Linked DNA regions of Ovis aries: region 2 is linked to region 1. A link is a contact called in public Hi-C data. All regions are on one chromosome and are shown on one strand. Each heading gives the region's core, a stretch centred on a gene start, on an enhancer-like site or on the middle of the called end of the contact. The rest is flanking DNA. Distances are from core to core; before and after follow the strand shown. Region 1 has its middle 190 kb from the start of CD47. Region 2 holds the start of CD47 (CD47 molecule).

What was found. Hi-C and Micro-C count contacts between places; a contact is called where the count stands out from the background.
Region 2: a contact with region 1 is called in a Hi-C map of tail adipose tissue, with 3 times the contacts expected there. The contact joins the promoter of CD47 here to the enhancer-like site in region 1. A contact is called at or near these places in 8 of 16 Hi-C or Micro-C datasets (blood, muscle, retroperitoneal adipose tissue and 1 more).

Annotation. Positions count from the first base shown.
Region 1 is chr1:173,632,951-173,636,320 of ARS-UI_Ramb_v3.0, reverse strand. No RefSeq gene overlaps it. Among named protein-coding and RNA genes, the nearest start is that of CD47, 190 kb to the left of the region's middle. Within about 2 kb of position 1,795, at least 16 of the 54 cell types and tissues checked have an H3K27ac peak or open chromatin away from gene starts, as enhancers often do. A contact at or near this core is called in tail adipose tissue, where this site is marked.
Region 2 is chr1:173,826,541-173,829,900 of ARS-UI_Ramb_v3.0, reverse strand. CD47 (CD47 molecule) reads left to right here and starts at 1,591. Exons shown (of 9, transcript XM_060417303.1): 1 at 1,591-1,627. The coding sequence starts at 1,618.

The sequences.
Region 1 (3,370 bases), core at 546-3,045:
TGCATATAAGTTAAATAAGCAGGGTGACAGTATACAGCCTTGATGTACTCCTTTCCCAATTTGGACTCAGTCCACTGTTCCATGTCCAGTTCTAACTGTTTCTTCTTGACCTGCATACAGATTTGTCAGGAGGCAAGTAATGTGGTCTGGTAGTCCCATCTCTTTAAAAATGGTCCACAGTTTGTTGTGACCCACATAGTCAAAGGCTTTAACTTTTTGTAATCAATGAAGCAGAAGTAGATATTCTTTTGGAATTCTCTTGCTTTTTCTATGATCCAACAGATGTTGGCAATTTAATTTATGGTTCCTCTGCCTTTTCTAAATCTAGCTTGAACATCTGGGAGTTCTCAGTTCATGTATTGTTGGAGCCTGTCTTGTAGAATTTTGAGCATTACTTTGCTAGCAAAATCTACATCTTTAAGAAGATTCCCAGGTAATCTCTATGCACATTGATGTTTGAGAAGCACTGATCTAAAACAACAGTTTTCCGACTTAGTGTATATCAGAATCACCTGTGGGGCTTAATAAAATACAGATTTCTGAGCCCCACTTCCAGTATTTCAGATTCAGTAGGTCTGGGGGTGCTGAGAATTTGCTTTCCTAACAAGTTCTCAGATGGTGCTGATTTGGCTGGTCTTCGGACCACACTTCTGAAAACCACTGCTCTAAAGAAAACAAAGTGGCAGAATTGGCAAAAATTCAGTGGCTTAATAACCAGAAGCTTTGCATATTAGCTTTTATTCCTCAAGTAGCTAGCCATGTGACCTTGAGAGGGCCTTTGTGCTCTCTATGGCTCTTTTCCTCATTGGTAAATACAATGATCTGAGGATCAGCTCAAGCACAGCACTTGCCTTCTCAATTCTGTGTACATGTCTCCGCTCTGCACTGTCAGCTCCTGAAACCAGGAACCATATTTTAATTATCATTTTATCCCCAGTGAGACCCTAGAAGTCTCTTGGTTGTATGAGTGCATAAATGAGCAAATAAAGAAATGAATCCAAGACATAATATCCTGGTTGTGAAAGCATTTTAAAAATGAAAGAGGAGCTGTCCTGGTGACCCAGTGGCTAAGACGCCAGGCTCCCGGTGCAGGGGTCTTGAGTTCAATCACTGGTCGGGGAACTAAAGATCCCACATGCCACAACAAGATCTGGTGCAGCCAAATAAATAAAAATAAGTATTAAAAAGAAAGATATTTTTATGACTGTCATATATGGTACCTAGTTCTTCAAAATTGTTGATTAAACACGAGAGTTTCAAGGACACAGATGATCATGAAAACAACGGCATCAAGAACTACTTAATATTCATGGTGATACTATCAGACTAAATGCAAAAAATAATCATAGTTGGTGAAGAAGACATATTCCAGATATTGAATCCAGTAGGCATGGAAACTATAAGACACCAGGAAGTGTGATCTGATGCGTCACGAGGGAGATGAGGATTGGAGCAATTAAACCAACTCAGGGCCAGCCAAAAATTCTAGCAAACTGGCAGCCAACTTCTGCTTTAAGGGTGAGTCAGAGGATTTCTGGGAAGAGGACTCTGCACTTTCAAGTCTGGCAGTTCAGCATCCTCTTTCGTGGTGGTTGGAGTGGAGAGCAGCAGGGTACAGGTTTATCTGCATTCCAGCCCCTCTCAGCACACAGTCCCTCTAGGATCCTTGCATGACCTCAAAAGAGCAGTTCAAACCTCCAAGCCAGGTCTAGGCTCTAACTCTCATTTTATAGGTCCTGCTGCTTGCAAGGGACTCAACCTAGCTTAGAATCCTTCTGCTCCCAGCGGACCAGGGTGTGACACCAAGAAAGCGTACAACTTCCTTGTTACTTTAGAAACTCTTCAAGTTCCCCTGCGGGCCACTGCCTTACCCTGTCTAATGGCAATAAAAGCAAGAACCAAATATTTCTGCCTGTGTCAAGAAAATAATGTTGAAAGAAAGGAAAATTGGATCAACAGCTCTATATGTAAGAAGATGAGCAGCCGAATGTGATCAGGGACTAGAATATTTAATTAAGAGGGAGTAGATGTCCTTGGTACATGAAAACTCAAATTTGTTTCCTCAGGAAGTTTTCATTTTCCTCTGCTATGTACCTCTGTCATCTACTTGCTTGCATTAATTTTTTTTTTTTTCAGAAAAAAATGCAGCATACAACTAGGCAACAATGTAATGGGGTTTAATTAATGTTTGGGAAGTATTTTGAGTTTCTTTGATGAACCATGTTGGCTGCCACTCAGGGACTTATAGCATAATATTCCTGCTGGTTGTTAAGATTTTACAGTGAAAAAAAATTCCACTGGATCTAAAACACTGCTGATGGGTGAGGTTTTATTTAATAAGCTAAAGAAAATAGTACATTACAATCACCTAAGCACATGAATGTCTGTAAGGTTGCTAAGCTATAACCAAATGTATCTGCAGAAGGGAATAAAAAAGGTAGCAAAGCTCAGGAAAGTCAGTATTAGATTCCTACCAACAGATAATTGTAATGCCAGTGTGGGTTGCTAGAGGAAACACCAATAAAATTACCAGGCATCAGACCCTGGTGTTTTAGGCAATTTACAGGGAAAAGTTGAGCATGGCTATTATTTGAGCTCAGCAAGGAACAGAACATTTAAGCAGAGCCAAATGTGGGTGCAGCAGACATAAACATCTATGCATTTATGTATGCAAATTAGTATAAACATTTGATAGGCTTCAGATTATTTTCAACGGCTTTTCCTTCTCTGTGATGACACTGAAATGTCACCATCTCCAAGCATCAACACTTCTTTGAGTGCAGCTCAGCAACTTCCGTATTTATGCTTACTCTTATTTGAAGCACAATTCTATTAATAACAAGTTTGGTTAGCTGATTTCTGGACCCATGGCATATTAGAGGCAAGAAATAAGGTAAGGGAAGAGGGCTGCTAAGACAGATGCTCTGATATCACCAAATAGTGACCCAGACACTCTTGCCAGTATTTCATCCAGCAGTCATTTTAGGCTGTGCAATGTTTACTTATAAACAATTTCTCCCCAGGTTGGTCAGGTAGCTGGGGAGCCATCTACCCAATGAGTCAGCAATTCCCTATCATCCACTCATGTCCTGTGTGAGGTGCTGTCCTGTCATTCCAGTGAAATTTCTAGCTGTCTGGATTTGTGCCCTGTTAGTAAACCTATTCCCTTTCATGGATCACAGGCTTGTCAGGGTGAAGGGGTTTGCATAACTCAACAAAACTATGAGCCATGCCACATGCGCTCACCCAAGATGGTCAGGTCAGAGTGAAGAGTTCTGACAAAACATGGTCCACTGGAGGAGGAAGTGACAACACCCTCCAGTATTCTTGTCACAAGAACCCTATGGACCATATGAGAAGGCAAAAATAT
Region 2 (3,360 bases), core at 342-2,841, 190 kb before region 1:
CACACACAAACAATCAAAGGGAAAGTTATGCAGTATATATAATACAATGCCACAGAAGGTCAGAGAGTGGTAATTTTATTTCCTGGATTTTATTACTAAGGGGATGCAATGAAAGAGACACCATGGGTAGAGGATTTGGAGGACTGGAATATTGTGGTGGGAAGATTTTTTGTTTTCCACCAGATGAGTGAAAAACAACCAAGGGAGCAGTGGATATTGAGAAATGGAATACTTCCAACCATGTTGGTACAATCATCAGCGATTGCACCCATCCAGTGTGAGCAGGTGAGCCCTAAGGGAACTTAGGTAGAAGAATACCTGCTATCTAGCAGCCAGCATAATAGCCAAACTCTGTTATGAGCCCTGGGGAAAGAAAGCTCAAGAGTGAAAACACAGGATGCTGGCCAGGTAGCTGAGATACCTATAAAAGGAATGATTTCAATGAGCCCAGACTCTTGCATCTTCCCATACACAGTTGTTACGGTTTCGTCACTAAGTTGTGTCTGACTCTTTGCTACCTAACCCCACGGACTGCAGCCCAGCAGGTTCTTCTGTCCATGGGAATTTCCCAGGCAAGGATACTGGGAACCAGTTGCCATTTCCTTCTCCAGGGGATCCTCCCCACCCACTGATTAAAACCACAGATTGCACCCCCGTTTCCTGCACTGGTAGGAAAATTGTTTACCTCTGAACCACCAGGGAAGTCCCTTCCATACATAGAAAAGTACTAAATTCCTTAACTTGGGATATCTGGGTTTCTTTAATTAACAATAACCTTCTCATGTTCAGATTACCTGCCCTTTGTTGCAAAGCTTCTATGTAACCTGGCTCCTCCCCCCTTACCTTTTTGGAGCAGTTCTCTCAGGGTTATTTGAGAGGTTCCCTCCCTGGCTTACCTTCTAAAAATTCTGCTGAATAAAACCTAATGCTCAACATTTAGATTGCATGTAATTTTTAAGTTGATAATATGCATGCCAATACAGCAGTCACGAAGCATGACTTTTCAGCAAGCATTTTCATCATTTAGGGTAAATGTTAAAGGGAGTTCTAAAAGGGAATTTGCTTCTGTATAAATGATGTGGTCTGTGTGATTCAGAGAGCTAATCAAAGAACTTGTCCACACTGTGGCTTGGAGACATACTTTGAACCCATTTTTTAAGCAAGGTAAACTCAAACAGCATAGAAGAGGGACCACTGCGAGGGAACTAACCAGGCCCAATGACTTTGCAGGAAGGGGCATCGTGGATACTTCTGCTAACCGTTGCGACCACCCCTGATGGTTGCTAGGGTTTCAGCATCAGGACTTAGAAACTGAACAACAACAAAGTGTTCACCACCACGAATGGAATTTGAGTAATCCCTTTCAAAGGTTGAAAACACAACAGAACTAGGCGAGAAAAAGAACGGAGGATCTGAGAGCGGCCGGGAAAACCAAAGCAGACGGGACGCGGTGAACCCCGGAGGGCCCGGCAGCCCAGTGGAAGTTCCCAGAGGACACGCGACCGCCTGCGACCTGTCCTAGGCGTGGTCCCTCCGGGCTCGCTGCCGGCGGGGGAAGCGTTGAGATGCCCCCACGCGGTGTGCGCTCCCACTGCAGGCGGCCGAGCTCCGGGGGAAATGGAGAGGGGTGAGAAGTGTGGAGCCGCGGAGGTCCCATCGCGCGGGAGGACGTTGGATGGAGGGAGAGGCGAGCCACTGTGGGGTCCAGAGGGAAGTGGGCTCCGAGGGAGCGCCACGGAGCAGCGCCTGGGGAGGGGGTTCCTGAAGCGTGAGGCTGGGCGTGAACGCAGGAGAGGACCAGTGGAGATAAGACGGGGGTCCCCAGGGAGGTAAAAGGGAACAGCAGACAGGGACAGGTGCAGTGAGGTCCCCGGTGAGCGGGAGAACACACACTCAGCCTCCAGCGGGTAGCGGGGGCGGTGTGCGGACATTGACGTGAGAGGAGGCGGCCAGGGGCCGCGGGGCGTGACCGGGAAGCCCCGCGCGCGCCACCGCCAGGGAGCAGGCGGGAGCGGGAACTGGAAGCTGCGAGTCTGGAGGGCGCGGCGTCAACAGCCACCGAGGCGGGGCTGAGGGGAGGCCGAGTGCGCGTGCGCGGCCCGCGCGGGCGTCGGAAGGGGGGGCTTCGGGAGCGCGCGCGCGCGCGCGGCCAGGCAGCCTGGGCAGCGGGTCCTGCCTGTGACAGAAGGTGGCGGCGGGTCCTCTCTGTGTCTGCTGCGGCGCCTGCTCTAGACGCCTGCGGCGGCTGCGGCGACCCAGCGGCGGGCGCGGAGATGTGGCCCCTGGTAGTGGTTCTGCTGCTGGCCTCGGTGCGCTGCGGTGAGTGGTGACTAGCTCTTGGTTCTACAGCTTGTGTCTCGGCGCCCCCGCGGGTGTGTGGGCTGCGCCCGGCTGGCCCGGCGGCTCCCTGGAGAGGGTGGCCGGGGCGCGGGACGAGCGGGCCCTTGCACGGGTGCAAGGCCCCGGGTGCAGACGCGGGAGGGCCCAGCGGGTGATCGGCACCCCCTTCCTTTCTTCCTTTCCTTCCTCTTCCTCTTCCCCCTGGGTGAGAGCGGGGCACATCTTCCCCTGTTTGCCACCACCGAGGAAGACTCCAACCGTGCACCTCGCGCAAAAATTAGCTCTGGAGAGAAGGGGCGCGATCGGAGGCGAGGGGTTGGCAGCTGTTAGGGTATCCCTCTTTCGTACCCCTGTCCCTCCCCGTGCTTTAAACGTTTTGGGGGTTGAAGGAAGGAGAGTAGGAGGGCCCCAGCCTCTTGTGATGCAAGTACGCATTTTGGCAAAGTCTGCTAGAAGGGGTTTCCTCCTTTTGCCCTACCACACGAACATAGGAGTTAAGAGGACGTAAAGGACACAAATAAGTTTCATTTACAACCCAGCGTTTAATCAGAAGATTCTCTGGCTGTTTTTTTTTTTTTCTTTCTTTCTTTTTTTTAACCCTAGAAATATAGCTTACTGGGTGGAAACTACCCCCACGCCCCACCACCATCAGCCACTTCAATACAGTCTAAATTGCGCGTTCAAGTTTTCCTACGTTATTTAGGGGAACCGTTTTAAAAGCAATCCAGATTTCGCTTTAAGTATGAAGATAGTAACCTCTAGTCAAAACACATTTGCGGTAGAGTGGGATTTGGTGTCTTTCAACGCCAAAGGCGTTTTGGCCCCCCAAGCTTTTGGAATCCATTTCGCTTTTTTAGAACGTGTGCTTCGCCTGTAAAAACTGAGGAAGGAATAGGAATTTTCGAGGCTCTATAGTGCCTGTCACACTTCACATCTATACATTCTGTTGTGAACTTTTTGTAAAATTCAGAATTGAGTTAGAGTAGTAGTATCAAGCAGTTGTTACATTTAATTCTGGAA